2 separate regions of the Anas platyrhynchos genome follow, and region 1 is linked to region 2. The links are chromatin contacts, called in public Hi-C maps. All regions are on one chromosome and are shown on one strand. Each heading gives the region's core, a stretch centred on a gene start, on an enhancer-like site or on the middle of the called end of the contact. The rest is flanking DNA. Distances are from core to core; before and after follow the strand shown.

Region 1 (4,579 bases), core at 27-2,526, 160 kb before region 2:
ATTTAGGGGAGCTTTCTCCAAATTTCACTTATTGTTTCTTTCGCTTATGGCTTACAAAGAAGACAACAAGAGCCTGAAGGTTGGGAGAAGTCTGCATTAAAAAATCTTTGATAATAGCTGGCCGAGTGAAAATACAGTGGCACAAAGAAGTGTCAAGCCGCTACTGAGTGAGCTGGTGCTGTGGAAGGACCTCAGCCAGGACCTCATCTCCTACTCTGTATTTCAAGTGATTCCTGTGATCTTTTATCTGCAAAAGGCTGGGTGAATTGCTGGTGGTTCGGTTTGGTTGAAAATATACTTAATATCTGCGGCTGCATATCCACAGTCACTTTTATCTCTGTCCTTAATCTGCTTTCATTTAGGGTCAGGGTGTATGACCTCCGCAAAAGCGAATCGCTGTGCTCCCTCTACGCCCACCGGTTAGGGGTGTCTGCGGTACAGATGGATGACTGGAAGATTGTCAGCGGAGGAGAAGAGGGCATGGTGTGTGTGTGGGATCAGCGGATGGGCACCAAGCTCTGGGAAACGCATGCCAGGTAACTTTGTCTACATGGGATCTTACGCAAGGGCTTTTGTCAGGTCTGGCAGCCAGGAGGAATGTGGGAATGGGATGATCCAGGACCAAAATAACAACATGCCCACATCTAAAGCTTTCTGTTCTGTTTGTTTTCCTGTGATTTGAGAACCAGCCTGGATTCATGTGTGTGTTTCTGTGCACCATGAGCTTTCAGAGGCTTTTTACTTCATAGTTAAAGAGTGCTTCAGCTAGGGAATGGAGAATGAAAGCTTTTTCACCCCTAGATTTTCCATAGAGCTCAGCTGGCATCTTTGTGGAGTCATAGAGTGGCTTGGGCTGGAAGGGACCTGAAAGATCATCTAGTTCTAACCCCCAAAGAAAAAAACTTCCACCAGAGGACTGATTTCCCCCCAAAATCTCCCCTGCCTTTTCTGTGTTACTTCCAAGGACTTGCTGCTGCTGCTTTTCCCCTGCTCCTTCTCTGACCCATCCACCCCCCTGGAACCTTTAGACCTCAGCTTCTCTCTGCCCTATCTTCAACAAGTATTTTACTTTATCAGTGTCAACCAGTATTTACTTTATACTTGGATTTAAAATGCTGGACTTCTGGCTGTTGGCTTCAGTGTAACTGGTTGTGTCTGTCTCTGTCCTCTGCACCCTGGTACAGTACCTGAGCTTCTGTTCACCTCCTTTGTGCATTCCCTTAGCAGTGACGAGCGAAGCCAGATTGGGATTTAAACTCGGGGACGCTGATAAGGGAGTAACAGTTTGTACTGAAAGCACAAAATGTTCAGTGCTGAAAGTACAAGCTGAGATCAGTACCCTGGAATTGACAGAAGACTGTTAGTTGCTACAAATCACAATTTTCTGATCAAGGTAAAATTCCCAGTGAGTCTGCTTTGTCTGAATGAAGACCTCAAGGATTTAGCCACTGAGTGATGCCCTGTTCTTAATAAAATGAACAGATACATCCTGATTTTTTTTTCTTTTAATGCCTCTTCCCCACAGAGGAGGCAGATGAGGTATTTACAGTCAGAGAAGTTCATGTTGGAGTTGTCATTGATTAATAGCAGGTATCTCCTTCTCTTTTGACCCCGTGAATTACAAAGCCCAATGTGATGCAGCCGATGCATTAAGGACAATATTGCATTGATTATCTCCTGGAGCAGCACTAATGAGCATGCCAAGAAGGAGGGCAAGCAGGGCAGATCTGCTGAGCTTTGGTGTGGAGGGGAAAATGTACTCAAAGTGAAACCATTAGGTTAAATGTTTAAAATACTGTTTAATCTATATAGGACTTGGAAAGGAGCACTTCAATCAAAAAGGCCTTCGTAGACCAAAGAGGTGTGCGAGTTGTTATCCCTGCCAAGAGCCAGTGTCATGAATGGAAAGCGAGGGCAGAAGCAGGGGAGAGGACAGGAGAAAGGTTAGGGCCGTGGAGATGAGCGCCCTTAACCTGATGAGTTACCCCTGCTTGAACAGCAAACACTGGTTCAGGGTCGGTTTATTCACCATTGAGGGGGAAACACCAGCCCTTGTAGCCTGTTCCACAGAGTGGATTTCTAAATCATCCCTCGCTCAGTGCTTGGGAGGGGGTTGCGAGGTCCTGGCTGAGCAGCTGGCTTTGGGAAGCATCCTGCTCATCCCTCAGATGCGGTCCTTACAGCAGAGAGGCAAGCAGGCAGCCCGGATCCGGCAGGGCTTGTGTGCTGCCAAGTGTCTGAAATATTTTCTGGCCTGTATTCTGGTAATAGTCCACTAGATGGTGATAAAAGCTGTGTTTATCTACTTCAGACAGAAGGAGAGGAGCCAAAGGTGCAGCTTCCCAGCTTCTGACCATAGAGGGGGCACTGAAGGAGATGAATTCTTGTTTAATCCGGAGCAAACCCTTTACCGCGCTTGGATTTTAAGAGTCTAATGCAAGTGGCATCTCACTCAGTGCTGTGGTTTATTTTTCAGACATCCAGTCCGCTATATCTGGTTTAATTCCCATAGCCTCATCACTGCAAACATCCCCGATGAGAAGACTCCCCGAGGCAGCAGCATCATGGATGATGACCTTACTGCGCACCGCAAGTGAGTAAGGCAGCTCTGAAGGGTAGGAGTTTTGGCACTGCGAAGATCAGCTCTATTAGATGTTTAAAAATGGCACAATAAGCACCTGACTCATCATCCAGAGCAGTAACAGAGAGGCATGGCATGTTTAAAAAAAAAAGAGAGAGAGAGAAAGAGAGAGAGAAGACTTTCAGAACAGCTGATGAATTGGCTGTTTACTTCTGAACACACACCAAAAAAATGCATTTCATATTTCAGCAGGTGAATCTAAAGGCCACTGAAGCCAGACAGGGAATACAGCTCTTCCCTTGCTTGACTAATATTAGTAATGATGTCTCCTCCTGAAGGAAAGCTGCTGGTATTTAAACTCCAGGTTTTGATATTTGCATCTCAGATGGATGTTAGCATGTCTAATTGAACTATCAAACTACAATGTACTTCCTTCCCCCTTCCTGAATAGATTAGAAATGTTTCAGCAGATGACAGTTATGTCTCTGCGTTGCTAAATTCAGCCCTGTTTGTTGCCAGGGCTTGGTGGGGTCCATGGAAGGAGGCAGGTGGGAGTTTTCTCATGTCGAATCTGCACAGATAGCCCCAGTGCAGAGGGGATGGGTTTTTATATTCATCTTCCGAAGCACTGAATTTTGGTCTTTTCTGGCAATTTCTAACTCTAATCTAATCTAATCTAATTTGCCCTGCTAAAATATATGATTAAGCTAGCGTGCTGCCCTGGTTGTGTTTTGCACAGGCATCGAGGAATCATCTATGCCTACGAGTTCTCAGTGGACCAGCTGGCTGTAGAAAGTGTCCTTCCTATTTGCCGCTCCTCCTACGACGAAGTGACTGGCTACAACTACAACATTGGCCTCGCAGTTCCCTACGATAACATTTAGGTAACTCACTTTACTTGGCTTCAGTGGTCCAGCTCTCTGCCAAGTCCGTGGCTGTAGGCAAAAAGGAGGTTCACGAGGGACGAATGCCAAAAAGATTGCAGGAGCTGCAGGCGCATCAAAAGGGCTGAGTTTTACCCAAAAAGCTGGGGTTGTGAACCAGAGCAGAGTATGACTGCCCTCAAGCATACCACTAAAACATGTTGCTGTGCTGTTCAAAGGTCTGCTTGGAACAGAGACCGACAAATGAAGGGGAGCAGCACGCTTCGGTGCAAACAGACGTTCATTCCCACTGCTTGCGGGGAAAAATGCCGCTGATCCGAGCTTGGCAGGGAACGTGGGCTGGTCAGGAAGCAAGAACCCAGAGTGGCAGACTGCTGAGATGGTGGCAGGCTGGGAGCGCATCGAGGAGTTCCTAGCCTGCAGATGCCTGCCCGTCCCGAGGGGAAAGGACAGGCATCTTGCTGAGCCCTACGTGATTGAAGTTTCTTTCCTTATAATGAGCTGTTCATTCTTCTTTTCCTTTAAGTGCACCAGAATGTGTCTAGAAATAGGAATATGATCAGAGGGTTACGGTGTTTGGGAGAGCAAGGCTGATGGAGAGAAACGTGAAGGTTGGTCTCGTCCAGACTGGGTGCCTGGAAACTCAGCAGGCCACACATATCAAAATTATTTTAAAATACGTAATATTTTTTTTAAGTCTCTAAAATCCTAGATTAAATGTTTTCTGATTGTATATATGTCCATGTGTGTGTGACTTTTTGTTCTTAGGTCTGTTAGGGTGGAATAACCCCTGTGCACTGAAACACAAGGCCATCATGTCTCAGGTTAGTTCTAAGGTACTTTATTTGTTGGCTCACGCATTTCGTGCCACCTGATGGTCACCAGGCCAAGCCAAAGCCTTCCTCACTGCTGAGCTGGCAATTGATCGTGTCAGTTTAATAAGCAGAGGGGATGAACTGCCTGCAGTCCCCCTGCATTGCTAATTTGTGCTTATTTTACAAAGAATCTGAGGGCTAAGATGCGATTCCTCAGGTGAAAGAGGGAGTAAGGATTTACCTTAATCACAGGCTGCACAGAAATAGGTAGAGCCAGTTAGGCTGACCGAGAGCTCAAG
Region 2 (4,859 bases), core at 1,201-3,700:
AAAACCTCCTGGCACCGAGCGCTGTCACCGAGCCCAGGCCACGGGCACCGGTACCCATCCAGGAGGGACGCTGCATCCCGGGGAGTTACCAGCTCCCCGCACAACCGCGGCGCAGGGAAGATGGGCACTCGCATGTACCCCAAAATTATTTAAAATAAACGAGCAGAAGCACCGCTCTGAATGCTCCAAAAACAGGATTTGGCAAAAAATACGGCGGTGGCTTTGCCCCTGCGTTGTTGCAGCTGGGTTGGAAGGGAAGCAGCGCCGAGCGGTGCCTCCGCACCTGCGTCACGTCCTTGGGACGCGGTGGTGGCGACGGCTCAGGGCCACGCTCGGCTCCTGCTTACGCTGGTGGAAACCCAGGACAACGTGGCCGGGGTCCCTGGGGTCCCCAGAGCTGGGCCGGACCCACGCCAACGTGCCCAAACTGGGAACCCGGCCCCGGATCCATCCGTTGTCGCTGCCCTCCTGGAAATTGCCTGATTTCTGTGCAAGGGGTAGAAGAGCCGAGCCCAGGACAAGGCGCTGAAGGGAACGAGGTGCTGGGGTTCCTGGGGCTCCTGTCCCTCGGTGCGGGCTGATGCTGGGCAGACACCTCCCTGTCAGTGCCCAGAATTTAGGGGGCAGCTCCCAGGGTTTTCCCCCGGCCACCTCCAAACCTGTGTCGTCCACACACAGGAGGTGGGGACACAGCATCCCTGCAGGGGATGGTTTCGCCACGCTCTTCATCTCCATCATCTTCATCGGTCCAGTCCGCAAGAAGCAGGTGGGAACTCGTGAGCGGTGCCAACCCACACGTGGAGCAGGAGGAACACGGGGCGCTCACTGGGCCTCCGAGCAGGACCACGTGGGTGCGACCACACAGGATGAAATCCCGCTGTCCTGCATCATCCAAATCCTCCTGCACACCCCAAAACTGCTGCTTGCTGTCCCCAGGAGGCAGCTGGGGACACTGCCTGGCTTGGAAAGGTCCGGGAGCGCAGTGCATCCCACCCCACAGCGCATACATGGGACACGGAGCCCACTAGGGAGGCACATGGGGGGGATCCCCCTGCTGCAGAGCACCCCAAGAAGCTGCAGCACCCCACAGGAGGAGGTGGCACCGCAGCCCCAGCCACCGCGGTGCCTGGCCCTGCGCCCTCAGAGCCGCGATATTTCGGTTCTGCACCAGGATGGAAAGCAACAGCCAAAAAAAAAAAACAAGCGAAATCCCCCCGGCCGCAGCCTCCCTGCTTCCCCAGCTCTGAAAATCAGCAGCTGGAGTAAATAAATCCCCTCCTCTGCTCCCAGGGGCTGCACCTGCACAGGGGGAGGCCTTGGGGCTGCGCAGGATCCGGCCCCAAGGCCTGTGTGTGGGGTACAGGGAGCCGGGATGCTTCCAGCCTTCAGAAACCCCTTTCAAACCCCTCTCACCGCAGAGAGGGATGGGGTCCCCCTGCTGCAAATTCTGGGACCCCTCTGGCCCAGGGGGCCGCCGGAGCCGTGCAGGATTTCCCCCTGGGTGCCTCCGGGGGAGGCCGGAGGCTGCGGCAGAGGAGCCGGGGGCGAGGATGCTGGTGAGGATGGAGGATGCTGGAGAGGATGCTGGTGGGGATGGGGGATACTGGGGGGGATACTGGTGAGGATGCTGGCCTCCCGCAGCCAGGCAGGACACGGGGGCAGGCTGCAGGTGGGCAGGGGGCTGCTGCTCGCCGGGATGGAGGCGGTTTTGGGGGAAAAAAGAGGATCCGGGGGGGGGCCGAGGCCAGGCCGGGGGGATGCGGGCCGGGAGGCTGCGGGGCGCTGCGGCCAGGCCGGGGGCTGCTGGAAGGAGCTCGGAGGGGGCTGGGGGATGCGGGGAGGGGGGATGCGGAGGCCGGGGGCCGCTCCCGGCGAGCAGCGCTCGGCTCCCACCGGTCCCACCTCGGGCCACCTGCAGAGCGCGCAGCCTCACTCGGCCGCTCCGCACCAAAAAAAAAAAAGGCTCCGCACCCAAAAAAAAGGCTCCGCACCCCGCTCCGCACCGCAGCGCAGCGCCGCGGGGGAGCCCCGCTGCGATGCCCGGGGGTGGTGCGGGGAAAGGGGGGGGGAGAGAGAACGGGGAGGAAAAACAGAGCAGGGGAAGGACCGGGGGCTCGGTGCCGGTGCTGCAGGGGTGTGGGGGGGGGGATGCTCGCCGGGCCCCTACCTCCAGGGTGCGGATCTCCTTCTGCGTGAGGTCGTTGGAGGCGGCGCACTTGGTGCGGAGCCCCTCCAGGTTGGAGATGCTGATGTCGATCATGTTCTGGACGAGCTCGCACTGCTGCAGCGCCTTCTGCAAACTCAGCTGCTGCTGCTCCTCGCTCCTCGTCATGTTTTCCTCATCCATCGCTCGCCGCGCCCCCCACCCACCCCCCCCCCGACCCCACCCCACCCCTCCGCCGATGCTCGGCCCCCCCCCCCCTCCCCGTCCCCCGGCCCCCTCCCTTCCCCGCCCCCCACCCCCCCCCGCCCCGCAGCTCAGCCCCGCTCCGCCGCCCGCAGCATCGCGGCTCCGCGGCGCGCACTCCCCCCCCCACCCCCCCCAACCCAAACCCCGAAGCCCTGAGCGCGGCCCCGCGGCGCCCCCCCCCCCCCGAGCCCCGAGCGCGGCCCCGCGGCGCCCACCGAGCCCTCAGCGCGCCGCCGCGGCCGCCTCCCCCCGGGCGCGGCGGGGCGGGGGCGGGGGCGGCGCGCTCCCGACACCGCGGGGCCGCGCTCGCTGCGCGCCGCTCCGCGCGCGACCCCCCCCCGGCACCCCCCCCCTCCCCGCACCCCCTCTCCGCACACGCGCGCCCCCGCGCACGGACGCGCGCGGAGACGCGCGCACCGCACCGGCACCGCGGAGCTGCGGGGAAATTGGGGAGGGGGCGCGGTTGGGGGAGTGGGGGGATATGGGGGGGGAATGGGGGGGGAATGGGGGCTGTGGTGTAATGGGGGGCACGGGGAAATGGGGGGGCAATGGGGGGCAATGGGGGGGAATGGGGGCTGTGATGCAATGGGGGGGCATGGGGAAATGGGGGGCAATGGGGGGCAATGGGGGGGAAATGGGGGCTGTGGTGCACTGGGGGGCACGGGGAAATGGGGGGCAATGTGGGGCAATGGGGGGGAATGGGGGCTGTGGTGCACTGGGGGGCACGGGGTAATGGGGGGGCAATGTGGGGCAATGGGGGGAAATGGGGGCTGTGATGGAATGGGGGGCACAGGGAAATGGGGGGCAATGGGGGGCTAATGGTGCAATGGGGGTCATGGGGAAATGGGGGGGCAATGGGGGAAAATGGGGGGGAAATGGGGGCTGTGATGGAATGGGGGGCATGGGGAAATGGGGGGGCAATGGGGGGAAATGGTGCAATGGGGAGCATGGGGAAATGGGGTATGGGGAAATGGGGGGGCAGTGGGAGAGGCAATGGGGGGCTATGGTGCAAGAGGGGGGGCATGGGGTAATGGGAGAGCAAGGGGGGGCTGTGGTGTAAAGGGGGGGCATGGGGCAATGGGGAGCACGGGGCTGTGGGGGGTATGGGGCACTGGGGGGCTACAGGGGGTTATGGTGCAATGGGGGGGCATGGGGTAATGGGGGGCCAAGGGGGGTTGTGGTGGAATGGGGGGGCATGGTGCATTTGGAGGATGGAGTAATGGGGGGCACAGGGCAATTGGGGGGGCATTGGGGGGGCACAGGGCAATGGGGAGCAATGGGGAGCAATGGGGAGCAATGGTGCAAAGGGGAGGGCATGGTGCAATGGGGTCTTGGTTCAATAGTGGGGCACGGGGCAATGGGGGGGGCACAGGACACTGGGAGAGCACAATGCAGTGGGGGGGGCAAGGTACAACGGGGGGCTATGGTGCAAGGAGGGGACCACCAGTGGGTGATATTGGTGGTAGGGGGGTGGGCGGACCCTTCTTGGAGGGCTTTTCCAACCTTAATGTTTATAGGATTCTGCAAAAGGGGGGGGGCATGGTGTGATGCAGGGGGCACGGTGCAACGGGGGCTGCAGTGCCATGGGGGGGGCCGTGGGGCAAGAGGGGGCCGTGTTGCAAAGGGAGGGGGGCATATTCTAAAGGAGGGGGTCATGGTGCAATGGGGGGGGGCATGGTCTAAAGGTGGGCTGTAATGAAAAGGGGGGGGCACGGTCTAAAGGGGGGGGCACAGTGCAATTGGCGGCTATGGTGCAATGGGGGCACAGGTGCACTGGGAGCTCCTCCCATACTGGGGGCCCTAATACAATGGGGGGGGTCCTGCTGCAATGGTGGGGTCCTGCTGCAACAAGGGGGGAGATATTGCTGCAGTGTGGGCCCTGGCACAGCGGGGGGGGTCCGTTTCAGAGACCCCCAGGCCAGCAGCACCGTGCATCGCTGCGGGCAGGAGCAGCAGGTGCAGCAGCGGGGGGGCGCAGGGGATGCGCACCCCCAAAAGCCCAAGGAGATGGGTGCCACGGGGGGGCTGTGCTGCGGGATGGGGCAGGGGGAGAGGCACCCCAGGGCTCCTGCCCTCCTGGAGGGGAGTTTGGGGGGGGGCGTGGAGGGGATTTGGCCCAAATCTGAGCAGAATCAATTCAAAATAATTCACCTGCACAGGGCTTCCACTTTCCGGGTACGTATTTCACTTTCTGGGGTACCCGCGCCTGATGTCTCCAGCCCGTGGGGAGCACAGAGCTAACCCCAAAGGGCTCTGTGCAGCAATTACACCTGCTGCCACCCCTAGCAGGAGTTAGGGTGAAGGTTACGAGGTCCGAAATGGGCCGGTCGGCACTTTGTTCGAGGAGAAGCTTTAATTTAGATGCTCACCCGAGGAGCCCGTGCTGGGACGAGCACACGCGTCCCCTTTCCTCCTCCTCATGGGCAAGCTGGTCCCTTGCAAGCAGCGA

What was found. Hi-C and Micro-C count contacts between places; a contact is called where the count stands out from the background.
Region 1: a Hi-C map of skeletal muscle shows a contact between it and region 2, with 2.6 times the contacts expected there. The contact joins the enhancer-like site here to the promoter of KSR2 in region 2. A contact is called at or near these places in 2 of 8 Hi-C or Micro-C datasets (skeletal muscle and subcutaneous adipose tissue).

The regions. Positions count from the first base shown.
Region 1 is chr16:5,782,623-5,787,201 of IASCAAS_PekinDuck_T2T, reverse strand. FBXW8 (F-box and WD repeat domain containing 8) reads left to right here. Exons shown (of 12, transcript XM_027469921.3): 9 at 363-536; 10 at 2,477-2,593; 11 at 3,321-3,465; 12 at 3,684-4,579. The coding sequence ends at 3,465. Among named protein-coding and RNA genes, the nearest start is that of TESC, 11 kb to the right of the region's middle. Within about 2 kb of position 1,276, at least 4 of the 8 cell types and tissues checked have an H3K27ac peak or open chromatin away from gene starts, as enhancers often do.
Region 2 is chr16:5,622,960-5,627,818 of IASCAAS_PekinDuck_T2T, reverse strand. It overlaps KSR2 (kinase suppressor of ras 2), which reads right to left and starts at 2,450. Exons shown (of 20, transcript XM_072024187.1): 1 at 2,168-2,450. The coding sequence starts at 2,347.